Linked DNA regions of Hordeum vulgare: all the other regions are linked to region 3. A link is a contact called in public Hi-C data. All regions are on one chromosome and are shown on one strand. Each heading gives the region's core, a stretch centred on a gene start, on an enhancer-like site or on the middle of the called end of the contact. The rest is flanking DNA. Distances are from core to core; before and after follow the strand shown.

The links. A called contact is a pair of places that touch in the nucleus more often than the background predicts.
Region 1: a contact with region 3 is called in a Hi-C map of seedling, with 4 times the contacts expected there. The contact joins the promoter of LOC123449233 here to the enhancer-like site in region 3. A contact is called at or near these places in 3 of 6 Hi-C or Micro-C datasets (leaf and seedling).
Region 2: a Hi-C map of seedling shows a contact between it and region 3, with 4 times the contacts expected there. The contact joins two enhancer-like sites. A contact is called at or near these places in 3 of 6 Hi-C or Micro-C datasets (leaf and seedling).

Annotation. Positions count from the first base shown.
Region 1 is chr4H:517,358,363-517,361,585 of MorexV3_pseudomolecules_assembly, reverse strand. LOC123449233 (cytochrome P450 90B2) reads right to left here and starts at 1,841. Exons shown (of 8, transcript XM_045126374.1): 1 at 977-1,841; 2 at 512-845; 3 at 128-280. The coding sequence starts at 1,233.
Region 2 is chr4H:516,909,844-516,913,060 of MorexV3_pseudomolecules_assembly, reverse strand. No RefSeq gene overlaps it. Among protein-coding and RNA genes, the nearest start is that of LOC123449232, 13 kb to the right of the region's middle. Within about 2 kb of position 1,795, at least 3 of the 3 cell types and tissues checked have open chromatin away from gene starts, as enhancers often do. A contact at or near this core is called in leaf and seedling, where this site is marked.
Region 3 is chr4H:517,140,639-517,143,683 of MorexV3_pseudomolecules_assembly, reverse strand. No RefSeq gene overlaps it. Among protein-coding and RNA genes, the nearest start is that of LOC123449233, 220 kb to the left of the region's middle. Within about 2 kb of position 1,788, at least 3 of the 3 cell types and tissues checked have open chromatin away from gene starts, as enhancers often do. A contact at or near this core is called in leaf and seedling, where this site is marked.

The DNA of each region.
Region 1 (3,223 bases), core at 592-3,091, 220 kb before region 3:
ACTGTTACTAGACGAGACACCCAAGCGTGCGCACAGAGAGAGGGACAGGTAGCCGGTACTCTAGTAGTACTAGCGGCGTGTTGACTGGTGAGTGTTGTTGTTGTTGTGTAGGAGTAGGAGTACTGACCTTGAGGGCCTTCCAGTAGGCCGTCCCGGGGAAGTTGAGGGGCGCGGACACCACCCCCTTCATGAAGGTGATGTACTCGAGCCTCAGCCGCTCCGTCTCCTCCTCGCCGGGGTCCATGCTCATGATGTTCTTCGCCATCAGGTTAAACGTGAACTGCACGCACCATCCATCCGTCGTTAGTTAGCTTAGCTACCACCCCACTGTGGCCGGGCGGGCGTACGATCTTGCTTGCTTGCTTGCATCGCATGGACCACGCCGCCACCACCACCGCCTCCTCAGCTGTGCCTGTGATGCGGCCGGGTGCACGGCAAGTAGCTAGCTAGTATATGCTGTGCATGGCGCGGTGTTAATCGGACAGTCGTTGGTGGCAGAGCGGAGAGATACCTTCTTGGCTTCGTGCTGGGCGGAGAAGACGGCGGAGGAGGAGGAAGGCAGCCAGTCGCGGAGGACGAGGAGGGTGTGGCGCTCCACCTCCGGGAGGAGCACGGCGCGGAGGCGGAGGGAGCTGAGGAAGTTGAGGGAGATGGAGCGCATCTCGCGGTGGGGGTCGCCCACGAGCACCAGCATGGACCATTTGCCCAGGATGCCGCCGATGCTCCGCGGGTAGCTGCACTCGAACAGCCGCCCCTCGTTCTGCAGGATGTACCGGTTCAGCCCCGCGTCCGCCGACACCACCGTCCGCTCCCCGAACAGGCTCGACCGGTATATCTTCCCGTACCTGCATCCATACCCATACCATACCATACCATCATACGACGTCAGCCCGAATGCTCCATCCATCGTCCGCCTGTTCGCGGTCGCATGCCTGTATGTATGTATGTATGTATGTATGCATATGTGTACACCAACCGTGCGATGTGCTGGTTCATGAACTGGCCGATGGAGGTGGCCGGGTGGGCGCGGAGGTACCCGAAGGTCTCGCCGACGAAAGGCCAGCCGGCGGCGCCGGGCGGCAGATTCGGCCGCTTCTTCTTCGTCCGGCCGCTCCACCGGTGGAGGCCATGGCATTTGGCCACGCTGCTGGTGTAGAAGGTGAGCAGGGCCAGGAGGATGAAGGGGAGGAAGAAAAGGAGCTCGCTGGTTATGGAGGCCATCATGGCGGCCATGAGCTACTGATCGATTGAGAACCCGCAGTTCCCTTCTCGATCACTCGCTCTCGCTGCGTTGGCGTGTGTATGTGTGAGCGATGATGGCCCTGGAGAGAGAGCGAGAGAGGGAGAGAGAAAATAAAACGGAGGCCGGATTAAAGAGTGGCTTTAAGCTCTAAAGAAAGATTTCTCTCTCTGCGAGCTTTGTGCAAAGAAAATCTTGCTGGGAAGGCGCCCACTTCGCCCTTCCCTCCTCTCTCTGTTGTGGTGCTCTTATATAAGTTTTTGAGGTGTGTGACAGGGAGGAGGAGGTGGTTGTGGGCATTCTTTTAGCCAGATTTTAATTTTTGGTGCGGCGCAGGGCGTGGGGACACTGCCACATCTTTCCTTTTTCCTCTCTATATATAATACTCTACTCCATTTCTCTCGGATTTGGAAATACAAATAATCATTACTCTCTCCGTCCGAACTCACAGGCCCTCGTACGCCGAATCAACCATGGAATTCGCGCAATGCGACCATTCCTTCCGGGTTTTTGAACGGTTACGTGGTGGCACTCGTGTGGCCAAGCCACGCTGCAGATGCTTCGGGTTTCACTTCAGTTGAAAAAGAAGAAAAATTACAAGGAAAATAGATCGTAGATGTGGTCCACACGGGGTCACATGTTTAACCGAGTTTAGTATATGGGCAAAGAGTTTTAATTAAGTCTCATGTTTCACACACCCACATGTTTTACTAACAACATGGGGTAATCATGCTCAAGGGTTGCATAGGTAATTAAATTTGTTTATTAAATGCTACCAGCCACGGTAATTTGTGACATCTAATTTGTTTTTGCAGGGTGCGCATATTATGTAGTATAGCTCTTATCAAAGCAATATGTTGTATGAGATGCAAAGTGATTGTAGTTCTATTTCATGGCATCCATGATGCAAAGTGATTGTAGTTCTATTTCATGGCATCCATGTTGTGAGCACGTCATGATGGTTGGAGTCATATGATTATTATTAACTTAATTGCCCTAGGGGTAAAGGTAATGCATTTATTTTTATTATCTATGGACATAACAATAGTTATAGTTGCACAAACACTAGTAGAAAACATGCCTTTCGTCCTGAGCATTAGTCCTGGTTGTGTTTCTGACCGGGACTAATGTGATCATTTGTCCCGGTTCCAACGGCTAGGGAGCGTCTCGAGGCACGGCTAGGATTAGTCCCCGTTCAATTGTGACCTTTAGTCCCGGTTGTATTACAAACCGAGACTAAAGGGGTGATGGCATGCTGGTGGTAGGCTGGGGGTCAGCGAACCCATTTCGTCCCGGTTGGTATTACCAACCGGTACTAGAGGTGTACCTTTAGTCCCGGTTTGTATCCACAACCGAGACTAAAGATGTCCCTATATAAACCCCTTCGTCCAGCCCAAGCTCATCCTCTCTGTTTTCCCCATAGCTCGAGCTCTCATCCTCCATTTTTGTCAACATTTGTCAAGATTTGAGGCACCCCATCTATCCAAGGGTTGTAAAAGGTTAGCAACTTCATGCTTTCACCTCTCATTGCTAGTTTAGCTTGTTTCATGATCTATAGGTATAGTGAGTTGTGGTTTTTAGTGTGGGAGTAATTATGTGAGAGTTTATTTGAATAATATGCAATTATGGGTGAAATGATGATACCATGCCAAATTTCAACCTTTTAAGAGGTCATTTGTAGTGATTTTCTATTTGAGGATCATTTAGCTAAAAAAAATCATTAAATGCATGAAAAATAGCAAATGAAGTGAGAAATGGTTGAAAATTGATGACGTGGCTTCGAATGGTGCATATTGTACGCTGAAAAAGTCTGGAGTTGAAATAAGCTTATAAATGAAATGCCTTTGTAACTAATGAGTATTCGTCCGAAACCGTGATACTTCGAAAAAGATTGACAAGTTTGTACACAAAGTGCATTCACTTTTTGCCGTAACCCTCTCAACTTTTTTAGCACATGCTATGTGGGTGAAATGATGATAACAT
Region 2 (3,217 bases), core at 546-3,045, 230 kb after region 3:
CTCGTTTACGGCAAAGGGTGCGAATTAGATTTTGTATATGCGGGCGGCACATGCGAACTGACATTCCAAGCGACTGTTTGCCGATCTCGCCGCAGGTTTTGTAGACACGAATACATACAGCGCACGCATGATTAATCGTACGGTGTAATCGATACACGACTCTTTGGTGCCGCCGCAGCTTAGTAGGACTGCTCGACTCTTCACGTGCTCAGCCTGTTGCTTGCATGCCGATCTACAGCTCTGCGCGCAGGTCATGCAAACGCCGCATTGGGTAGAACTCAACAGAGTATACTCGTGTGAACAGTTCAGATCCGCAGTAGTACAGCGTTCCACAACCACAAGGTCCACAACCAGGAGTAGAGCAATTGTTCCTCGGGCCAACGGTGGGGCCAACGTGACCCTTGGCCCTTCTCAGCCGGCACAGGCGCGACGGCTACGAGACGGTTCCATGCATGCATGCTTTTTTTTTAAAAAAAAAGTTAAACTTTCGGTGCAGCCATCTTATTAATTATTCCATAAAGATTTAACAAAAGTATACATTAATCCATCCAAAGCCACCCCTCACACCTACAAACTCGATAATGTAAAGTGCTCTTACTTCACATATCTAATACCGGTGTTGTTTTCAATTCATCCACATAACGTATCGAGAACAACAGCCGATACAGCACACCTAAAATGCACAACTTACGCACACGCTTTACCAGCCGCCATCCATGCATGCATGCACGCCCATATGCATATGCATGACGACACGCATCGTCCGATCTGGTGAATGTAATTAGCAACCACCAGCTGAAAAGGAAAAAGAAGAACTTAGGGATCATGAGTCGTGTCAGCAGCTAGCCAGCTAAACACGACCCGATCCTAATCCTGTCAAGCATCAATTGATTCCAACAGCCGAGCAAGGCTGGATGGAACCCAACGACCGACCGTTGGACGATGGACTGGCCAGCCCAGGCCCAGCAGCCAAGCTGCAAAATCAAGCGCACGGACGGGCGGGGCAAGGTGGTGGCGGTGGGCGGCCACGGAAAAACAGTGGTCTTCTCTTCCCGCTGCCGCTATGCGTCGGTCGCACGGCACACCGCATCACCGGCGTCGCCGTCGCGCGGGGCGTCGGCGTCGGGCGCGCACGCACTCGCTGACGCACGTGACCCCGGACATGCCAGGGAAGGAGAGCGCCGTCCGTGCCGTGCCGACCGATCGGACGAACGCGTACGCGCCCGAACTACACCGACCGGTCCCCCATGCATGAACGGGCCAACAGCCACGGCGACCCCGACGGGCGAACCCCCGCCTCCGCGCACGGTCCAGCGCCGTACGGCCCGCAGCCCGGCCCCATCCGCCGTACGTCGCCCTCCCCCGCCGCTGTCAGGCCGGCCTGGTCACCACGACGCGGCTGGCGGCGAGCTACACATGCGCGCATCACTGCACACCAGATTGCATATCTCGCGGGCGGGCGGGAGTGACAGTGACGACCCTAGCTGGCGCACGCACGCACTATTCATGGTCCTGCATATCATTGGGACGGGCCCCCCCGGGGTTGGAAGGCCTTGCACCTTGGAGTCGAGCGCAGTGTGGGTGGGTGGGTGTGCGTGTGTGCCCATGGATCTCCCGCGCGATCCACCATTAAGACCGCACAGCTGCAGCCCACTGTTCGGAAGAAGAAGCCTGCGTGGACGATGGATCGATCGATCGTCCATCCATGGGTGGTCGTAGCTTAGCTCGGTCGATCACGGACCGGATATTTGGGTCGGGTCGGGTGCATGCACAGGGGATCGATCGCACGCTAACATGTGGACGGCGACGGCGACGGTCCCGACGGCCGTACCAACGGGATGGATCGCGTACGTCTCTTTGTCCCGCCGCGTCGAGGCTTATTTATTCGCCATTTTTTTTTCTCAGCTGCTGGCCTGCAGCTAGCTGGGGTCGCTGACTGACGGGACTAAAAAGTTTGCAGATTAATGTGGGGCGACCTCTTCTCTGCCATTTGAATTCTTTTGTAGGAGCATGGTATATATGCTAGCTGAGGTAGTACTAGTACTTATGGTACGGGTTTCCTTCTTCGACGCTGTTCACTGTTCCATCGGCGGGCGATCGATCGATCGGGTGGGGCTGGACCATTATTTCGCTAATGCTTAGTTATTTATTTTCTCTTTTGTTTACACACGTTTATCAACACGGTAGCATGAATGTGTGCTATAACAGTTTCAATGAGGGTTTCGTGCATGATATATAGTACCATGCAGATCGATCAGCTGAGCCACCGGTACCCCTGGGAAATGAGAAACTTCACATGAAATAATACTCAACCAACGCATACTACGTATACAAGAATCAGGAACAGTTCACACGTCCCAGCGGCACGCAAGACGAAACGGTGGGCGTCCATCAAACACGTCGACAACATGCGTGAGTCGCAGGCTCACGGCCTGAGCGCCGTATGAACTTTACGGGAAAGCGCTAGTACAATTTCCCAGAAGATACGTTGTGAAGAACTTTCGGTAACCCTGTCGTGCATGTTCTAGTCTAGTCAGTTCCATTTCTCGAACTATGCAACAGTTCTTTCGTGGCCGCACTTTTGGCCGTTTCTTTTGGGGGTGATATCTTTCCTCCTTTTGCAATGGCCCGTGCAGCATGATTACGGGGCTCCTACAACAGGCATGGCCATGCCATTGCCACCAGAAAGCTCGCACAGTGCTAAGCGTAGGAGGGCTGGAAAAAAAGCCTTTGACTGGTAGAAAAAGAGGATGCGTGCTGCATGCATGCATGGGCTTTGCCTTTGCATATTGCATTGCATGACCCCAGCCCATTCCGCTACTCATGAGTCACACCAAGCCCCTTGCAAGTTGCAACAGTGCTTATCGTCGGCTTGTTGTTGATTGGCAGGCACGTCGAAAGAAAGAAAAAAACAAGGCAACCACCGAAGAGCACTGTGCGATTACTACTACTATTTGATGACAGAATTATCTGTTGGGCAGTTAGCTCAGCCTGTTCTGGCTGGCCTGCAGCTTTCCTGAAGCCTGATAGTAACAAATTAACCATATGTCATGTAGTACATATGGAACCTAATACACTTTTCGAGTGAGCGCTGATTTGACCTCATTTCACTAGAAGACGTGTCGGCAGACCCTGTGCCAGCCATCATCAGCAGGTTAAAAAAGGGAAAGGGAAGTAGAACAGCAAGTAGTCTCGGGAAAGATGTTTTGATGTCCCT
Region 3 (3,045 bases), core at 539-3,038:
TATGGTCAACGGAGAAATTTTCATCAATGAAGATGTACAAGAGAATTATTGATACAAGCACATTACATAACATCTTCAAGCTCATATCGAAGACTGCATGGAGACAAAGACAAAAAATATTCTTCTCGCTTCTACTGCATGATAGAATGAACACAAGAAACATGTTGTAGTGCAGAAGCATGTACCTAGAAGACTATAACTCTGCACTTTGTACCGGTTCCACACTGGAAACCATCATCCATCTGTTCTGGGACTCTCAATTTGCAATGTCCTGTTGGTTTTCTATCACCCCCTCTAAACTTAGAGATATTTCAATCTTCGATGACATCTTACTCACTATGGATGAATTTCCAACATATATTGCACTAAAGTTAGTAATCACGGGGTGTTGGAGCATTTGGATGACTAGTAATGACAAAATCTTTAGGAGGGCACTACAATCTTTGGGCACATGGAAATACTATCCAAAAGAAGGGCTACATGTGACACAAATAAGAGCAAATCAAGGGAAAGCAGACAAGGTGAGTAATTGGATACAACAGAACCATTAATTTAATTTTCATGCTTGCTAGAACTAGGATTAGATAATTGTCTTATAGTCCTCACTTTGTACATATTTTATTATTAATGAAAATTACCGTAGAACAAGTGTTCTAGTGTTTTGGCTAAAAAAATGGTAGAACCCTCCTCATCAGGATTTAAGTGTTATACTTGACACATGATGTATCGATCCAGTCTCTCGAAGATGCTTATATGGATAGGGTGTATGTTCGTGTGCGCAGTAGCGAAGGCGGGAATTAATTGTAGTTGTGATGGAGGTTATTTGATATATGCAGCTTAATTTCAATCTTCAAAGATGTATTATATGTATATAAGTGTATACACAAAAATCTAGGTATGGCACAAGCCATACATTGCTAGATTGATGGCTACGTCACTCGATGTGTGTTCATAGGAATTATAAGATATGTGTATATATAAGCATCTGCGTTTACATTGAATTAAAAAATCATTGGTTGAATAATATAAATTGCCTTATTTGATTCTTCCTTCGTTCTAAAATAAATGACCCAACTTTATATTAAGGGGATGTTTGTTTCCAGGGATTTTTTGGTGCAGGGACTAAAAAAGTCCCTTTTAGTCCCATGTGAAACAAACAGGAGGGACTTTTAGGGACTAAAAGGGGTATTTGGAACTAAAGGAAGAAGTCCCTATAGCAGAGTCTTTTTGGGACTTTTTTAACACATTTTCCAACAGTGCCCCTACTTTTAGCATGCCATTTAATAACTTCTACTACATTATTAGGGATAACATTGTCATTTTGCATGTCATTTAATGATCTTTAATCCCTGTTTAGTCCATGAAAACAAACAGGTAGGGACTAGAAACTTTTTAGTTGAGATTAAAAAAAGTCCTAAGACTGCTGAAACAAACAGGCCCTAACTCTAACAAAAAAATTGTCCTAACCTTGACGCTTTTATTTTGGAAACGAGGAAGTAATCTGAGTAACTTGATATAAATAAGGTCTTTAAACACTACTACAGCACGGACGAATTACCCCAGTCGAGACTTGCGGAAACGATAAGCAAGTCTAGCTATGATAGTAACATGGTTTGCGACTGCGAGCTTTTCATCGCGGCTCGGCGCCCTAGTAGAAACAAGAGTGAAGCGAAAGCAGCGTTGATGTGAACGGACGAAGGCGAGTGACGTCCCTCCGGCTCGGGGAGAGGTGAGGCGCGATCGACCAAGCACCCGTGCGGGTGCTCCACCCACTGGCGCCACGACACGCGTAAAGCCAATCATATAACCGTGGGTCCTCCCGCCCGCACGTGTGGGGGGTGTCAGCTGGTCTATCCTCAAAAGGAATGGATCCCACGAAGTCCCAATTAACTAACGATAAGACCTGATTTGATTATATTTCCTTGTGTACTACTCGTACTAAGAATGGAGCCCAGCCCACTTTCAGTCGGGCATGCTTAAACAAAGCATTAGTAATTTGGAAGCGAATTTCTCTACAACTAAAAGAAAAGTAATTTGGGAGCGACTATTTGCAAGTCACCTGATTTTTTGGGGGTAAATCATTTTTTTCACTGTCATGTTAATTTTCTCTGTCCGATTTGCAATTGGGGGCAGTGCTATGTGTTGGCTGGACGATGATAATGTGATAGGACGCGTTTTGTGCTAACGGATCTTTTTAGATGACCGTTGAACTGGTAGCCGTTAGATCTAGATCTATCCATCCTCCAACACCGGCCTCGTCATTGTAACAAAGATAGAGTTGCAGAATTTTTTGCAACAAATTTTATATTGCAGAAACTTTTTTGTAATATAGGTGATGTTACATAAAATTTTTTACATAATGTTTGCAACATGGATTTAAGTTGCAAAAGAAAATTTTGCAACACTAATGACGACACACAAAATATTTGAAGTTTTTATTGTCTTTAATTTTTTAACATAAATGTTCTTGCGGATGACAATTTAGCAACCCACACGATGTTGCATTTTTTTACAAAAAGAGATACCGAAAGGACACGTGTCACGCAAAGGAGGCGGTCAAACACCCATGTGCGGTCCACCGATTGAACGCAAGTGTTTTCCTAATATGATAAGACTCCATCTGTAGCCGTTGAATGGAGTGACCAACAATTCTCCCATCTCTCCATGGGAACGCTAGACTTTACAACAAGGTCGTGTTATGGTCTTTGCTTTGCAATACAAGCCTTGTTACGATCCCATCGAACCCTTTTTCTTCTACTTTGAAACAGGGCCTCTATTGCAGTCGCAACAAAATCCCATTCTAGCGTTTCCATCAAATAGTGTTTCCTTTTAAACAAAACATCTATTGCAAACATTTTTTTCCTTGAAACAATGCATGTGCAGTGAACACTCACTAGTAAGAAAAACCTTTTTAGGACCCTATTAGTAGCGCTGGAATATAGCATGCGCTCCTGCTACTTATGATTAGCGTTGGATCTGCCAAACGCTACTGCTAAGGCCTTAGCGGTAGCGGTGGAAATGTAAAAAACGCTACTGCTAAATGGG